3 separate regions of the Sus scrofa genome follow, and regions 1 and 2 are each linked to region 3. Evidence: chromatin contacts called from public Hi-C and HiChIP or PLAC-seq data. All regions are on one chromosome and are shown on one strand. Each heading gives the region's core, a stretch centred on a gene start, on an enhancer-like site or on the middle of the called end of the contact. The rest is flanking DNA. Distances are from core to core; before and after follow the strand shown.

The links. A called contact is a pair of places that touch in the nucleus more often than the background predicts. HiChIP or PLAC-seq counts read pairs in DNA pulled down with a chosen protein or histone mark.
Region 1: an H3K27ac HiChIP or PLAC-seq map of alveolar macrophages shows a contact between it and region 3. The contact joins the promoter of PON1 here to the promoter of PON3 in region 3. A contact is called at or near these places in 1 of 5 promoter capture datasets (liver), 7 of 47 Hi-C or Micro-C datasets (embryonic fibroblasts, liver, omental adipose tissue and 1 more) and 1 of 2 datasets of contacts at active chromatin or transcription factors (alveolar macrophages).
Region 2: a contact with region 3 is called in a Hi-C map of liver, with 5 times the contacts expected there. The contact joins the promoter of PON2 here to the promoter of PON3 in region 3. A contact is called at or near these places in 1 of 5 promoter capture datasets (liver), 6 of 47 Hi-C or Micro-C datasets (heart right ventricle, liver, mesenchymal stem cells and 1 more) and 2 of 2 datasets of contacts at active chromatin or transcription factors (alveolar macrophages and skeletal muscle).

Annotation. Positions count from the first base shown.
Region 1 is chr9:74,973,278-74,976,425 of Sscrofa11.1, reverse strand. It overlaps PON1 (paraoxonase 1), which reads left to right and starts at 1,718. Exons shown (of 9, transcript NM_001097515.2): 1 at 1,718-1,879. The coding sequence starts at 1,806.
Region 2 is chr9:75,049,848-75,053,509 of Sscrofa11.1, reverse strand. PON2 (paraoxonase 2) reads left to right here and starts at 2,160. Exons shown (of 9, transcript NM_001123223.1): 1 at 2,160-2,233. The coding sequence starts at 2,160.
Region 3 is chr9:75,016,516-75,020,134 of Sscrofa11.1, reverse strand. It overlaps PON3 (paraoxonase 3), which reads left to right and starts at 2,193. Exons shown (of 10, transcript NM_001044604.1): 1 at 2,193-2,321; 2 at 2,475-2,580. The coding sequence starts at 2,507.

The DNA.
Region 1 (3,148 bases), core at 469-2,968, 43 kb after region 3:
CAGCAATGTTATTCCCACATACCTGACCCATAGAAATTCTGACATAATGAATGTCTGTTGCTCTTAATTGGTATATTTTTATGCAATTTATTGTGCAGCAGTAGCCAATTAATACAGCAGTAGAGCCTATGACTCATATGTTTGGTTCAAGAAGGTGGGAGAGAAAGAGATGGGTGAACAAAAATGTCTAGACTTGGGGTCTGAGTGACTAGATAGCAGTGGTCCCATTTATTGAAGTGTGGAGGGCTTAGAGGATACAACATGTTGATGTGAGGGAATCAACAGTTCTGCTTTGGAGATATTTTGAAGAATATATTAGACTCTCCAGTGGGAGTGTCAACTAGGCAGCCAGTTAGCAGAAAGTGAGCACTCACCAGCCAGTCATTAAATGTCTAATAAGGGATCACTTTTTGCCAGCCTCTCTTCTACGCCCTGGGATCGCAGTGGGGAAAAGGCAAAAACCCTGACCACAAAAAGCTTACATTTCATTAGGCCACAACAGAGCATGATTGTATAAATAAATCAACAAGTTGATTTCAGAAACAATAAGTGACAGAAGAAAAAATGTGAGGATGTTTCTGGATGTGGCTTACGCCACTTTAAGTAGACATTTCCAGGATGATCTTTTAGAGCCACCATAAGAGGCCTGAGCTAGGTATGGACATTTTGGAAGCACCAGCGCACTGATGGTATGGAAACCCACTGGAATGAGAACTATCCAAGGGCTTCATCATGTTGAGATCAGTGACAGGAGAATCCTGCAAAGAAGACCAAGAAAGCTGGAGAAAGACTGGGAGAGGGTAGAATCATGAATCTAAGACAGGAAAGGATTTAAAAAGAAGGAAGTGGTGATCTGTGCCCAAAGCAGTTACAATCTGAGAATGATTTGCAAACTTGAATAGCACAACTGCATTACTCAATTAAGGCATTCACAGAGACAGCTTCAACTTCACGGGAGAGAACCTGTGTCCCACTTTTCAACAGGAACAATGTCAAAGAATTTGTAGCCATCATTTATCTGTTACAAGAGTTACTAAGATGGAAGCAACAACTGTTGACAAGTATTCCAAAGAGATTTTTTTTTAACAGAGGAGCAGAGAAAGAGAACAGTAAGTAGTTAGAATGTGAGATCAAAGAGCATTTTAACCCAGAAAACTATGAGGAGTGACACTAAAGCATGGGGGTATTTGACGGCAATACTCCAGAAAAGAGGAAGAGGTGGATGTTGTAGGAGAGAGAAATTGTAACTGGGACCAAAATCCTGAAGAAAAGAAAAAAAGGGGGCCCAGAGTAAAAAGAAGAGCTGGCCTTTAGTGAAGCAGGAAACACCTCACTCATGGTAACAGGAGAGAAGGCAGAGATGGGTATGTGGAGGCACCTCCTACTCTGCTTTGCTCAGTAGGGCTTAGAGGGCTCAAGCACAGCCCTCTCTTCCTTCTGTGCGTTTCCAGACTGAGTCACGGTGATCAAGTTACTGAACCCTTCTGAGCCACCAGGATTAGAAGCTTGTTAGCACAAAGTGAGCGCTCCTCAAAGCTCGTCTCTCCTTTCCCACAGCTATTTCCTCTAATCTGCTTGTTTTACCCCCCTTTTCACTCAGTCTAGGCAGCTCGTTCTCAGTCTCCTCTCTTTAAAGTGTCTCAGCGCTGACCTCAAGCCTGAGGTGCAGGGGGCGGGGTGAGCAGCCCGACGGGGAGGGGTGGGACCAACCTTGGGCAGCCTGAGGCTGCAGGCAGGAAAAGTCTCTGGTACATCTCCTATCTTGGGTGCATCTGTCTGTCCATTCTTCCAAGGTCTGTCGGACCATGGCGAAGCTGATGGTGCTCACCCTCTTGGGGCTGGGGCTAGCACTCTTCAGGGATCATCGGTCTTCTTATCTGTAAGTTGGGTTGTGCCGAGGGCTGCTGCATGGTCCTATCTGTCCCACCCTCTAGCCTGGCCCAGGAGGCTCCCCTGATTCCCAAGCAGGTTCCAGGCTCTCAGAAAATCTTCAGGCGAGTGCTGGCCTTATCTGCCACAGCAATTTCATAAATAGCCCACTTTCCCCAGCCACCTGGAAGCATACCCTTGCTCTCCGCCTGGGAGAGAGGTTAAAAAGACTCATGGGTGTGAGCGGCCAAGCTGTTGGCACACACAATTTTTCATGAATATAGGTGTATCTTGGCTAGATTCACTTCTCAACTTTTGCTTCAAAACAGATAACCAGAGTGGCAGGGGGCGGGAGGCATGATATTGTGTGAGTTAGAGAAGGAGTTCCTGCCTTGGCTGCCTGGACATTCTCAATTTTGAGGCCGCACTGTTAAGAGAGACAGAAAACTCGTGTGGGGAGAAGCAGGTAGGAAAGAATGGGCCACCTGCTCCAGTGGGGGCTGGGTGGGGCCAAGGGGAGAGAACACCAGCATTGGCATTTGACCTCCTGGGCTCTTGCTACATCCCTCCCACTGTGGGATCTTAAACAAATGACTTTATATTTCTAAATTATTAGCTGCTTCAATAAACCTTGTATCAGAAGCATCTAACACTGTGCCTGGATATAGTGACTATTCAATAAATGTTAGTGCCCTGCTTTCCTTAAAGTATTTTATAAACCTTCAAGTACTCACAAGGGGAAAAAAATGTTTTTAAGACTATATCAGGAGTTTCACAGTAACTTTTTTAAGGGTTCAAAGTCTAGAGATCATCTTAATCCCTAAGGCTTAATCAGTAATACCCTGTTGTTATTTACTTTGAAGTAAAACATTACTAAAAATCAAACTGAACATTTGGGTTTTTAGAAAAAAATCATATGACCCTATGGACTGCTAAGAAACTTAAATTCAGAGTAAGTTTTATAACTATTGGGGTTTTTTCTTCTAATGGTTGGTTATTTTTGGAATCACAAACTGTTAGAAAAACGTAAGAAAGAGTGATTTGGGGTTTTTAATCATGTAAAATTACCATATGTGGATTTTCATTGATCATAGTACTATTCGTTGCCAAATGAGAATATATCATGTATTATGTACATACATAAAATAGTAATGTATATAAATATATCATATTTTATATATATATATTTGTGTTCATTGTGGTATTACCTATAATGAAAATAAATGAGATATAAATGTCTGACACCCCTTCTAGGCTTTCTCTTTTTGATTCTCCCTAG
Region 2 (3,662 bases), core at 911-3,410, 33 kb before region 3:
AGGGAAGAGGAGGGAGTCAGCACAAGAGCTGTGTTTTGCTATCCTGAGTGCATCCTAAAAGAAACAAATCTGCATTCCTTTCATTTCAGCGGAAAGCAAGCTGAATTTTTTAAAGCCTGGAAACAGCAAAAAGGGAAACAGGGAGTTCCCATCGTGGCTCAGTGGTTAACGAATCCGACTAGGAATCATGAGGTTGCAGGTTTGATCCCTGGCCTTGCTCAGTGGGTTGAGGATCCGGCATTGCTGTGGGCTGTGGTGTAGGTGGCAGACGCGGCTTGGATCCTGCGTTGCTGTGGCTCTGGCATAAGCCAGCAGCTACAGCTCCGATTGGACCCCTAGCCTGGGAGCCTCCATGTGCTGCAGGTGCGGCCGTAAAAAAAAAAAGGACAAAAAGAAAAGGAAAAAAAAAAAAAAAGGGAAACAGCATACAATAAGGTACTCTTATTTACAATTTATGGTTTCCTCTTTTTGTAAAACAAGTGGAAGAAAGAGGAGCCTAGCTCCTGATCTGGAGTCCATGAGGCATAGTTTTATATTCTAGTCACTATCCCAAATCCTTGGAATAAGACTCTCAAACCTAAGACAGAAGCTCTGGCAATAGACCCAGGCCCTCTCTTTTTTAGGTCCTCACTCTAAATTCTGATTTCATATAAGAGATTCTTCTCTTCTCTCAAGACTGACATTAAAAACACCCCTAGAGAAGAGATCCCACTCATACCTACCCAGTCACAGGGTAACTATGGTGGAATTCTTAAGCAAAGTGGTCCATGGATAGAATTCCTGAGGGGCTATGACTTTGAATAATGAGGAAAAAATCTTGATTTCTAATGGAATTTAGCATCTCCCTCAATTATGAAAGTAGAAAACAGACCTCAAAAGCATTAGCAATACTTGTGACTTTGTTACTATTGTAAATAAGAGTTATTTTCTTTATTTCATTACAGTGTTGCAGATGTCCTGAAATAACATTTATGCTCATCACTGTTTGAAAGAATGGTATTAGATCTTGTGATTTAAAGTGTTAATAATGCAGCACACATTACACTACTATATTACTGCACAAACATGAGAATATTTGACAATTGCATTTGAATGTAATTGGTCTCCTTTGCCATCCCATGCGTTTTACTGTATGTACTTATAAATGTTACTCTGAGAAGGCATCTATAGGTTCACTGCCAGAGGGGTCCATAACACAAGAAAAGGTAAACCTCCTGAGCTTTCGAAGAACAACTATTTAGTTCTCTGTCTGCCATGGAATATAAACTAAAATCCCTCAAGACTGAATCAGACATGCACATACCGAAACAGAGGGGTCTTCCCTCGCTCCCTCCTCCCCTGTGCAGAGAGGGTGTGAATCTGGCATCTGTTTTTATTTATTGGTTGTTAATAACATTGATGTTTGTTGAAAACTGGCAATTGTGACCGTTTCTGCCTACATACTGTAGGGTGGAAATTAAGCGCTGGTAACCATCAGAAGCTTATTGCAGCTATACTCACTTACTGTAACTATCTCAATCTTAATGGGGAAGCTTCCTTTTTATAGTTTTTTTCTTCCTTTATGCATGTTATGGGTTTTTTTTTTTTTAAGTTTTGTTTGGTTTTTGCTCTTACTCCCATAAACTGAGTTTAGATCAAAACAGTGTCCAGAAGTGTTCAGACTTTTAGATCTCTTGTCTAGCGAGGCATTACTTAAAAACACGGTGTTCTCAGCTACATCCTGTTATAAAAAAGCAGTGACTCCAACGTGATGTATTTACAAGACATGACCGAGTATCTTTTCCTGTAATTAAAAAAAAAAAATCTTCATAACTGCCTGCCGGAAGATTCTGACAGATCGACAACATAAGGGAATGTCTTTGAAGATTAGAGAACTGAGAAGGCCTGTGTACTACTTCAGATTCCTGCTGGGTAGTCTGTTTGCAAAAGGAGATGAAGGACTTCATTGTGTCACAATCTTGGCTTAACCTGGGCGGGAAGGTGTCAGAAGAGTAGTTTAGTGGCGACAAAGGCCAAGGGCTGGGCCGAGGGCGGGGCTGCCGCGGCCCGCGATCAGGAGCCAGCCGGGCTCGCGGACCTCGGGGCGGAGCGCGGCCCGCGCGCTGGAGCCGGACGGCGGGCGCCGCCCACAGTGCTCCCGGGCCGGGCCGAGCGAGGCCATGGGGCGGTTGCTGGCTCTGAGCTTGCTGGGGATAGCGCTGGCGCTCCTGGGCGAGAGGCTCCTGGCGCTCAGGTAGGTGGGGCTCCCTGGGGTCCCTGCTCGAGGTGGCCGGGGTGCGGGCGAGCGGGGACACTCGCGGCCGGGGAGGAACTCTGCACCGCGCTGCTCCCCCTCCCCGCGGGTCGCCTCCACCCCACCCCCAGCTGCCAGCAAAACCCTGCACCGTTTGGGCTGAATCGCGAGACTTCCTAAAAAGTTTACCAGCCTTGGCTGTTCACAAAGTTCTTTTCTCCCCAGGCTGAAGAAGCGAGTTCTTTGGAGTTTACTCGAGGGCAAACCCTGTACTTTAACTTGAAAACAAAACTGTGACTCATGCACTGAAACTTTAATTATAAAGATTTCTTTCAGGTCACTGGTGCCGCTTCTCTTTGTTGCTCCAACCAGCCTCGGTCTTTAACAGAGTTGTTCTCCATCCCTCTCCTGCAGAGTTAGAGAAACTCTTCCGCTGCTCTCTAATCTTGGCGCAGTAGATCAAAGATACCCGAGATACTCAGCTAGTGACCTTACATCACTTCCGTATTTATCTTTTGGCCGGGAACCCTGAGGCTAGAATGCCAAACAGGACACGCCTAGTCCATCTCACATCTTCGGTATAATGAAGAAAACTCGGGGAGGCAGACGTCATAGTCTCCGAATTATCAACTCAAATTTTATAAGCTTCTAGGCGAAAGAATTCTAGAAATGCTGAGTGCTTAATCTATACCATGCTCTCTTGGGCTCCTGTAATCTAGTAAGTCACCGTCCTTACCCTTAAAAAGTTCATCCGATTATAGGGCAGAAGAGAAATAAAACAAATAGATAAATTAGGATGTTCAGGACAGGTACAAACCAATCCCTACAGGCTTGAGGAAGAGTTACAGTTCCTGAAGGTGGAGTTCAGGAGGAAGGGACTTTTGACATTGTCCTTGCGGGATGGGTGAAACAGATAGGAATTGTGCCTCAACAAAGGGAATGAGGTAGGGACTTTTAGATTTGAGGAGAGCAGAAAGTTAAGTGATGAGAATAGTACGGGTAGGGGAAGGATGGGGTTTGAGGTGGTTAAATATATGTTGGAAAATTGGGGCCTGCTTTGATAGGCAGAGCGGAACTATTTATTGTGTGTTCTATTTTTTAAACAGGTACCTGTTGAAACCATCTAAAGCATAACCAGTTGGGCTGTGTAGAGATGGCCTGGGAGGCTGGATTAGAGCAGAGTGGTGGTTCTCATGCTAACTGGGCTGCACTCCCAGCAATTCTGATTCTGTCCATCTGGGTGGGGCCCAGGCCTGAGTATTTTTCATTTTTAAAAATTCTCCTGATAATTCTAATATACAGTTAGAGCTGACAAGTACCAGTATAGAGGGCAAATAGACATGGGGATACTAGTTAAAGAACAGGAATTTTGGAGAGAATCACAGAGGCCTTAACTCTGAAACTCCAGGGATAAAGGGTAAGTCAAAGG
Region 3 (3,619 bases), core at 944-3,443:
CAACTACAGATATGATAAATTCATTTGAGTTAAAAAAAAAAAAAAAGAAAGAAAGAAAAGAAAAGGAAAAAAAAAGCCAAAGCCAAAAGACAGCAGTCTAGGGAGCAGGTTCTCACCTGTCAGGGAATCTGCCAGCAACTTGGTCTTGGACTGTCCAACCTCCAGAACATGAGAAATAAATGCTTATTGTTTATAAGTCAATCTATTTATGGGGTCTTTTTTTGGGGGGGGGGCTGCTTTGTTTGTTTTAAGTGTAGCAGCCTGAATGGACTAAGACAGCCAATAATCCACTCCAAAGGTTTGAGAATGCTTTTTATTCTAGGCTGAGCTGGAGTTGCTTATATAATATGTCTTGTTAACCCGCATATTTTGGACAAAACTGGCTTTGCCATGAATAATTATCTCTAATATCTCTTTAGCTAATGAGTGTAATCTGCAGGTGCAGATTTTAATGGTGACACTTGATATGGTGATCTCCAGGCTGGGGAATTGAATGACTGATTATGGTGTTCACATGATAACTAACCACTTATAACTTAATGCACACACACACACACACTTCTGCCTAATGTGAAGAAATTTAAAACAAACTATAGATGACACAGCACCTGCAATCACTTGCCCAAGGATGTGCTTCCTTTCTTATCCTCTTCTTCATGCCGTGCTGGGAGGCAGCAAACACAGTGGTAAAGGAATAAGTACTCTAGGGTCCCTTGACCTGAATCCAATGGAATCTCTGATACTTCTTAGTTATATAACCTTATGAAAGTTATGACTCAAACTCTCTAAGCCTTACTTCCCTTATTTGTAAAGTGAGGATAATAAGAAGTAATGATGAAGCATGCAAAATATTTAGCGCATAAGACAATTATTTCTATTTCATCGTCCACTCCATTTCTTTTTATTTTTCCAATTTTTCCTTCACCCAAGTCCATATCTTACAGTCATCCACCTAATCAATTTTTAGAGAGCAGCTACAAAGCACAAAGATCTATGACTAGCACTGGAAGACCTAGTGATCAATGGCATAGGGGTCTCTCCCTATAACTAGCCTAAACTCTCATGTGGAGGTTCAGATCTAAATGATAGTTAATGCTTATTGGCTTCTTACAATGTACCAAGCACAGTGGTGAGCATTTTGCATTCATCATAACATTTTGACTTTAAACCACCTATGAGGCAGATGTTCTTTTACAAAAGAAGACTCTGCAGTGTTGGAAAGTCAAGCACCTTATCCAGGCTGGATCCAGCCCAGGCAGCATGAGCCCCAAACCCTGCATGCATGCCTGCACCACACCTCCTGGTGCCTCAGCTTTGGGAGCACTCCGATCTTCACATCTCTCCTCTTATTTGTCCTCAGGAAAATAGCATTCAATCCCTCCTTTGCCTGAATTCTTTTAAAATTAATCATCTTAAAAATAATTATCTTATCAATACAACTCCAGATGTTACAGTGTTCCTTCAGGTAGCCTCTTTTCCACAGCTTTAATAGAAGCAGCACAGTTAAGGAAAGGCACAGACTCTGGAGCCAGACTGCCTGACTCTGCAGCTGTGTGACCTAGGGCAAGTTATACAGCTACTCTGTGCCTCGGATTTCTCACCTATAAAACTGGGATGTTACCTACCTCAGAGAAGTACTGAGAATCAAAAATTAACACAGGAAAAGTTCTAGACACAATGCAACGCATACAGCAGTTGCTACAGAAACAAATCCCTCCCCCCCCAATTTTGCTCATCTTAATGTTACCTATTCTATTTCTTTCTTTTCCTTCACTTCTGATTTTTCTTATCCCAAATGCTGGGAGCAGATATATTCACAAATCTGCCAAGTCAACAAATTGAACAGGGTGCCCATCACAGTCAGCATTCAGAGGCAGGGCACAAAGCCATAGGATAAGGTCCTGTGCTCCAAATCTTGGAGAAGGGTGAGTTAAAGCTCTTCCCTTCGATTACTTTCATTTATCATCCTACCTGTGTCTAGGCATCAATTCTCCACCATCTCATATTACTCCTTGCCTTCCACCAACGCGAAGTTTCAGGCCCTCAACATTAGCTCCCCTCTTTCCTGGCCCCCCTCCCCACCCCCATTCCCCTTTCAGTCCTCTGACGGACCAGAGGTCCAAGTTCGTAGCTTTTGGCAGCAAACTCCCTCTATTCTCCTGCCAACAAGTAGGATGTTGCCAAAGCTGCTAAGAGAACCAGCCCTGAATCCAGGGCTCCAGGCTCTTGAGCCTTGATTTAAAAAAAAGAAAAGAAAGGGGAAAAAAAGGATTCCTTCAATTAAGATTAAAGGTTTCCTTGAACCTCCCAGGAGGGTCAAGGTGACCTTGAGCCCCAGGCTGTAGGGCGGGGCGGGGCGGGGCAACCCCCTGACAGGGCCCTGGCAGCTCACCTGCTCCTCCACGGAGGCAAGACAGCGGGCCGGGGCGGGCTGGGCGTTAAGGCAGGCGCCTGTCCACTGCTTCTTCCCCCAGGGCTCTGCCTGGCTCATTGCTGCTCAAGGATCATGGGGAAGCTGGTGGCTCTGACTCTGCTGGGCGCCTTCCTAGCCTTAATCGGGGAGAGATTAGTGGCATTAAGGTAAATTGGCATCTTAGTGAGAGTATCCTTGGCTCTTTCCTCTTGCACTTTAGGGTAAGCGCTGTCGCATGCTGCCTTTCTAAAGCTTAAGAATGTGCAGTCTGGGGACTCCTCAATTCCAGGGATGTGAAAACTGAGCTGACTTCTTGCCTTTCTTGAAATGATAAGGCAGAAATGCCCCAATTTATTTCCTGAAAGCCAGGACCCCTTTCCCACGTCGCCCTCAGCATTCTGCTCCTAAACAAACTAAATCTGCTGGAAGCGCTGGACTTGGGCGAGCCGACCAGGCTACCAGCTGGACGTTTACTGCTGACTGAGAGGTTGCCCAAAGGCCAGAAGAACATTGAGGAGTACTGGGTTACAGAATTTATCCCAGATTAAAAGAGCTAGTCAGAGGAAAATAAACTGAAACCTGAGGGGCTAACTAGCATTTTGTAGGTACCTGACCTCACCTTTGAAAGTGGACCATCTACAGTGATAGACATACCAGAAATATCTCAGGAAAATTTAATACGGGACTAGTAAAAAGAAATGTTAGGCAATAATATGCATTTCTGAATGGATCTATCAGCCTCTACTTGCCTTCACTTGTCTTTGTGTTGCTTTTATTTATCTAAGTAGAAGCTGGCCACCTCAGAAGTTCACATCTAGAATCCACTGAGAAGCCTGACGCCTTTTGATAGTACTTTCTAGTTTGGCTTGAGAGAGTTTATTACTACATTTGCTCCCAGTGAACCCAAGTGATTTATAAAAAAAATAATAATAATAATTATAAAGTAGTTCTAAGGCATATTTTTAAGTGACAGTAAGATAAGTCTAAGTGTAGAATCTTCCTGAATACAGTTTAATAAAAATGTACAATTGTTCCTGATATTTAGAAGAATGTTTCACTGTGGAAATAACACTATATTCAAAAATAATTTGGCCAATTGTTTAAATTGTGGTCAGTTTAAGGAATTCACATACTTCAAAGTAAATTAGCATGATATTTCTTAAAATAATAAAGCAAAAGCTACAGGGCTTAGCTATTAGGAGACCC